Regions from separate parts of the Gossypium hirsutum genome. Here region 2 is linked to region 1. A link is a contact called in public Hi-C data. All regions are on one chromosome and are shown on one strand. The core of a region is the stretch at or near the end of the contact, and the rest is flanking DNA. Distances in the headings are between cores, read along the strand shown. Region 1 holds the start of LOC107914549. Region 2 holds the start of LOC107915881 (probable LIM domain-containing serine/threonine-protein kinase DDB_G0286997).

Region 1 (3,392 bases), core at 676-3,175:
CCAATTCTTCCGCTACTTCCTCCAGTTTACTTGCTACTTTCTCTACTTTTTCACTATTTCAAACCAAACAACCCACTTTTCACCATATTTACATACATACAGTAATACTGTATCAACTCACATTGCTATAATGTATATCTATTTTCACACATTTTTATCTCTATCAATATTTAACAATTCCACTTCTAAATCAAATAATTTAGTCATGTTATCATGCATGTAAGGTTTCGAAGTAAAATTTATATAAAGTAAATGAATTATTCCATGGAAGATCAATTTTCATGATGGCCAACAAGCTACTGGTCTAGTGACAACTTGTATGTGTGGATTCAAGTGGTAGCAGGCTATCTAGGGTTCTTTCCTCATGAAACTCCCTCCCTATCCCTTAGGTTTTTCTGTACTGCATGTAAATTTTTTTATATAAAATTAATGAATTATTCCATAGAAGATCAACTCTCATAATTGTGACATTTTCCCCTATTATTTGGCTTATTTTGATGTTTTATAAACCAAAGAAAAAAAACACTTAATCAATATATATAGATAATAAGCATATCAAATTAGTTTAAATTAGATACAGATAAATCTAAAATTTACACCAAAACTTGGATTTTATACATGCAATTCAAATTTCATTTACCTACTACATCTACATATCATTATTTTGTATGTATATAACGGACACAACTATTTATATTTACCTAACATAAACACTTATAGATTTTTTGGCTTTTTTTTTTTAAATGTATCAATGTTTTCGAAGGCTAAATTTTTTATAGTAATGCTTCATCTTGTTTTAAAATAAAAGTTTAATTTACAAAATAAAAACATTTAGTCATAATTGTATTTTAATTCACTTAAGTGTTTAATATGCATACTAATCATGTATAAACGTGCATGCACGTTACACATTAAGCTATAATTTTGAAATATATCTCAATTATATATACGCAAGTGATCAAGTATATTGTTAAACTGGAGGGTTAACAAAATTATTATTTTACGTTAATTTCAATTTTAACCTCTGGCCCAAGCTAAAAGAGTATAAAACTAGGTACGCAAAAATCAAAATTAGGTAGTGAATAGGGCCCAAAAAGCCCAAGGAATTTAAGGAAATTTACTCATATTTCTGTGAAAGGTGGCGGGAGGGACGGTTAGAATACCTGAAGCTGTGATACAAGTGAACGCCGATATATTGGCGAGCCCACTCCATCCTCTCGTCTTTGCAATCAACCCACACAATCTCCTCCCTCTTTCCCACCGAATTCCTCCTGTATCCCGTATCTCTCTCTTCCAACACCCCGAACACTCTCGCCGCCTCTTTCACCGTCGCCCTCACCTCCTCCCCCGCATCGATCCCATGCCGCCCTATCGCCACCACTCCATACTTCCGTGCCGATCGTATAAACCGCTCCACCGACCCCACCTCCCTTAAACCAAGGGATTGGAAATCGACCTTATCGGGTAGGCCGTGGTGGCGGAGTGTCTGGCACTCGGGTAGCGTTAGGTCGGGGATCTGTAACGACTTCTCGAGAAAGTCGGTTAAGATCTCGTTGGCAGCGGATCGTGAGCCGGTGGCGGTTGGGATGGGTGATGGAGGTGGGGCCTTGATGTTAAGCTTGCTCATACAGCGCATTACAGGTACAGCCATGGAGTCGTACAACAAGAAAGAAAGGAGAAAGGAGGGTTCGGTTGAGAGGGGTATTAAAAAAGGAGTAGACTTGATCATCTTCCTTTCGCTTTGCTTTCTCTTCTGCTCTTCTGTCCTATCGCCACCTGTACTCTGTGACTTCAAACCCTGGATCCAAATGCACTAGATTTCGCCACGTCGTTCAATAAAAAGGCCCTACCTGGGCCCCAATATTAGTTGGGACTTGTAATCTGTGTTCTTTCCGGATTTAAAAAATAAAATAAAATAGCTATTAAAATGAAAAAAGGACAACAAATTGTTGAATGGATTAAAAACCAGAAAAAGGAAAAGCAAGAATTCCTTTTCCAGTAATAAAAATTAAAAGTCTAAGTCTATTTCGTAAGCAATTTTAAAAAATTAATAAGTATTTTTTAAAATATTTATTTTTTAATATTTTATTATATTTTAATAGGGTACTTGTCAACCTTATTTATACTAAAAACTTCACTAATAATGTGTCAAGTAAATTTTCAAAATTTATTAGTCAAAAAATTACAAAGAAATTCTTGGTTGGTTTTCCTTTGTATGATTAATATTTTAATGGTTTTATCCTTATATTTCAATCATATAGATTATGCACGTCATATTTGATAGAAATTAAAATCTTTTAATTATATTTTTATATTAAAAAAACTTTTAACCATTCAATAAATATTAATATATATACTTTTTAATATCGATATGATAGAGATATCAGATAGGTTCAAATTATTGCAAGTACAATTATATCGATAAATTTAACGGTTGGATCTTTAACATTTTTCAATCTCTCCCTTATAATCTTTTATGAGTTAGTTGCACTAACCACCCCTAAACTATGACTATCATTTTAAATTGGTTCACAAACTTCAAAACATTCTAATTACATCTCAAACTTCAAAGCAATCTAATTGCATCTCAAACTTAAAAGTTATATCAATCAGGTCTTTTCATTATGATAAACATTAAATGACACGTCAAATCATATGTAGCTAAATTTGAAATGAAAACTTTTTTTTGAAAAATAAAATGAAAACTTTTTTAAAAATAAGATGTTGCAATATTACTTTTAAAAGTAAAAACTAAAAATAAAGTAAAACTAAAAAAGAAGAGATTGGATGATTAAACATACGTAAAAAGCTTCGAAAACATTAAAAAAATTAAGAAATTTTCAACATCCATTTTAATAATATGATTTTTTTCTTAAAATTTTCATTTTTGCTTATACCGTATAAGATTTGAGGTATCATTTAACATTAAATTAACTATTTTAGTAACAAAAGGACTAAATTAATACAACATATGTAATTTAAGGATGTAATGAGAATTATTTAAAGTTTAAGACTAATTTAAAATAAAGGTCATAGTATAAGGACATTTGGTGCAATTAATCTTTTTAATTTATATTTTAATTAGTCAAAATTCAAAAAGAAAGACGAAAAGTTAGAGCTTTCTCTTTCATAAATTTCTTTTGGAGGGATTTACCAAAAAAGCCAATTTTTTTTATAAAATTACCGAAATAGGCCGGTTTTTTAATTATTTACCAGACTGGGCCATTTCCCCCAAAATCGCGCCACGTCGGAGCGATGTCAGGGGACGAGGCAGAAGGTCGCGTCCACGTCAGCAGGTCGTGCTGACGTGGACGCGACCTTCTGTCACTTAGCGCGGTATCGGGAATGCGATTTTGACCCTGATTTTTACGCCTGGGTTTTATGGCTTTTAG
Region 2 (3,734 bases), core at 875-3,374, 210 kb before region 1:
AAAGAAATTAAAAATGCCATACAGAAATGGTCCACTGTCAGTCCTATCTCACATGGATGGATCCCTTGTGGACAAGCCCAGGTCAGCACCTGGAAAACTGCCGACATTTTAGCTTTAAGAATTAAGTGCTTGGTTTTTGTTGTTAGGCATACACTTTTGACCCTGGGGGTAAAAAGGATAGGACTGGGACTGGGATGTCTTTGCCGTACAATTTTCAATAATATTTTCATCTTCCTTGATTTGATTGCTTTTGTATTTGTCAAGTTGTTACAGTCTTTCCACAAAGTAAAATAATGGAGCGATTCATTCTTTTTTCAATCAAATTAAGGACCAAAATCCCAGTTTTGCATTCCGTATAGTCTATTAATTAGAAAGGCACAGGAGGTTTCCCCTCATTCAAATGGGACAAGATTTGTGTACTGTGGAAGGAGAAAGGAAGTGCAGAAAGATTCCAAAAATCACACCCCAAATTAAATATGAAGATAGGAACCTTTATCTATGCTACATAAATGTATTAAATTATGAGACCATCAACCACCAAGTAAATTATGCAACAAAATCTTAGTGTCCTTTCAAACACTCTGATTCTTTTGTTCATTAAATTCATACAACATGAGCATTAAGTAGTTTATATCAATGTAGGGTACACTATATGATCATATTCCCAAAGAAAACCTCAGCTGGTGCACAAAATTATTAATCAGCACCATGCAAAGGAAACACTTCCCTAACAGTTCCTAAAATTTGTGGCTGAAATTTGTCTATGAATTCTTTTGAGTTTCAGGGGCTGTCTGTTATATAACATTTTCCCTCCTTATTTAGTTTAGGATTAACTAGATATTTCAATTTCTAAACTTGACCGAGTTGTAGTGTTGTCATCTACTAAGATCCTTGCTCACTAAAACCAAATTTTAAAATATTTCCTTAATGAACTTTAAGCACTCTCAACAGTTACTTGTTTTTTTCTTTTTCTGAAGTTGGGAAAATGATGCGCATGTATTGTTGAATGTTGAATGGAATGTAAGAGTTAAGCATTATGTGGGGGTGGGTGCATTAAACCCCATGTTTGTAACATAATAATGGTGACTATGAAGGAAGGTAAATGTACCTCTCTCATATAAAACATATGATTAATAAGTTCATTGGGCTTTGTTACTCTTTAAATGCAAAATTTTTACAACTACTATATATCTATCATTAACGAAAACAGATTTTATTAACAGTAAGATACAACTGAGAAAATTACAAATATTTTTTTTCCGGCAATAGTAAATGATTTAGTACCATAAATTCTGTAGTTTTGGGTGTTTTCACAGCTTTAACTAACCATAGACCAACTAAAATACATTCCTAGATGGTTGCAATTACAAAGTAAATGAACACAAACGTGAGAGAGATTCTCATCCACCAAATCTGTATGTTTACTCAGATCCATGTTAAACAGCTGAGGATATATGTTCAGCAGTCGTATCATCCACGAAGCTTACCGATACTTCCCCCTACCAATATCGAAACACAGAGTGGAAGTTGGTGACCTAATGGCTGCAGTATCAGCTTCATCATCTGGGGTAAAAAATCGACTCCTCTTCTGGTATTTTTCGGGCCTTATTGCAAGAAATATTGGTGAAGAAGAAGGAGGAGGAGGAGGTGATGTAGGCACTAGACTGCTGGTTTTCTTCAAACTGATCATCTTTGGGAACAATGCCTGGAAAAGACCAGATCTTGAGTGCTTATTCTTGATGGGTTTGGAGTTGGAGTTGGAGTAGTATGATGGAGGAGGAGTGAGAGGAGGAATGGATGTATCAGAGAATGTGTATTTGGGTGTCCCAGGCTGAGACTCCCACATGAAAGGGACAGCACCGGGCAGTCCGCCATAGTAGACCCTGAAAGAAGGATTGGCGACAGAGTTTTCCTTAGATAAAAGCCTGGAAAAGAACTTGTCATCTTGCTTAATTTCGAGACTCTTATTATGGGGAAGATGATCAGGACTTGTGGTAAACATCTTGGGATGAAATTTGTGGTGGTGGTGGTGGTGTTTTTGGGGTTTCAGTGATCAATTGGTTTAGGGGATTATATGAAGGAAAATAATCCCAGAGCCAGAGAGGAAGGCTTTAGGCTTGAAGATCTCTCTACTTTTGGGGTTATATAGTATTAGAGAAGCAGGACCAGCAGAAGTGAAGTGAAATCAGAAGTAAAGACATGTCAGAATATTACTTTACATGACTTATCCAAAAGAAAAAGAAAAAAAGCAATATTGCGGTATCCATCACCAAAGCTTTTTTACTCACACTTCAATTTTACTATTACAATAAATTATTATAAATATTAATTAATTGTTTTAATAAATAAATTAAATTCAATCCACCGCAATAATTTTAGGGATAAATTACACATAAAAGTCCTTTTTTTTAAAATTTACCGATATGGGCCCGGTATTTTATTATTTACTAGAATGGGTTATTTTTCTCGAAATCGCGTCCACGTCAGCGCGATATCAGGAAATGTGTCAGCAAATCGCGTCCACGTCAGTGCGATTACTTACGTGGCAACAAATCGCATCTACGTAAGCGCGATTTGCTGACATGGAAGCAATAATTCATGAACAATTTATGTTTTTTAGCTTGGAAAACTTTGAAAGGCCATAACTTTTGGCTCGGTTGTCCGATTGAGACGATTTTTTTTATTTCGAATAAATTTTCGAGATCTACGCGCTGAAAAATGGACGAAGGCAGTTTGCCGCAGTTTTCATTGAAAATGATCCTTTTTTGCCTCTAAATTTTGATTTTTCGGTTTAAAATTGAATTTTGAAACATTCAAATCATTATTTTCTTTATTTATTTGAAGTAAACACCGGATTTTTTTTACAGAATTGTTGTATTATTTTTTTTGATTTGACACGTATATGGAATAGGTCCGATAAATCATTAGAACGTAAGTAATATAATTAAGATAATAACAGTATTTTTATAATATGTTAATTAATTAGTTTAGCTTAGTTGGTTAAGATGCTTGCTCTTTTCCCTTAGTACCTTGGTTCAAATTTTGTTGGTAATAATTTTGAATCTTTTTTGTACTTGTTGCATTTATTTTTTTAATCAATTAACTCTTCAATATTACATTAATATATATTATTAGGGGCAAAATACCAAAAAAAAGGGTAAATTACACATAAAAGCCCTATTTTTTTAAAAATTTATCGAAATAGGCCCGGTATTTTATTATTTACCGGAATGGGCCATTTTTCCCAAATCGCGTCCACGTCAGCACGATGTCAGGGGACGTGTCAGCAAATCGCGTGGACGTCAGCGCGTTTTGCTGATGTGTCAGAAAATCGCGTCCTCGTAGGCGCGATTTGTGTCCACGTAAGCAAAGCCGCTGACATGGACGCGATTTGCTGACACGTTCCCTGACATCGTGTTGACGTGGACACGATTTTGGGAAAAATGGCCCATTCCGGTAAATAATAAAATATCGGGCCCATTTCGGTAAATTTTAAAAAAATAGAGCTTTTTTTGGTATTTTGCCCTAATTTTAGATTAAATCCACACACATGGTGAGATTTAAATATGTGATCTCAAAATCATCAAAATCTCCATCTTATAAGATTTATTTTCACTTTAACGGCTTTGGCAATATGATCAGTTATTCGAGACTCAAGATTATTTCATTTTCTATTAATGCTAGCAATGTACAATAGTTAAATAGGATCTTTTTCTTCTTGAGACCTTTAATTT

Evidence for each region. Hi-C and Micro-C count contacts between places; a contact is called where the count stands out from the background.
Region 2: a contact with region 1 is called in a Hi-C map of leaf, with 2.0 times the contacts expected there. The contact joins the promoter of LOC107915881 here to the promoter of LOC107914549 in region 1.

Annotation. Positions count from the first base shown.
Region 1 is chrD10:19,614,609-19,618,000 of Gossypium_hirsutum_v2.1, reverse strand. LOC107914549 reads right to left here and starts at 1,925. Exons shown (of 2, transcript XM_016843491.2): 1 at 1,164-1,925. The coding sequence starts at 1,729.
Region 2 is chrD10:19,826,553-19,830,286 of Gossypium_hirsutum_v2.1, reverse strand. It overlaps LOC107915881 (probable LIM domain-containing serine/threonine-protein kinase DDB_G0286997), which reads right to left and starts at 2,124. Exons shown (of 1, transcript XM_016845075.2): 1 at 1,198-2,124. The coding sequence starts at 2,002. The coding sequence ends at 1,484.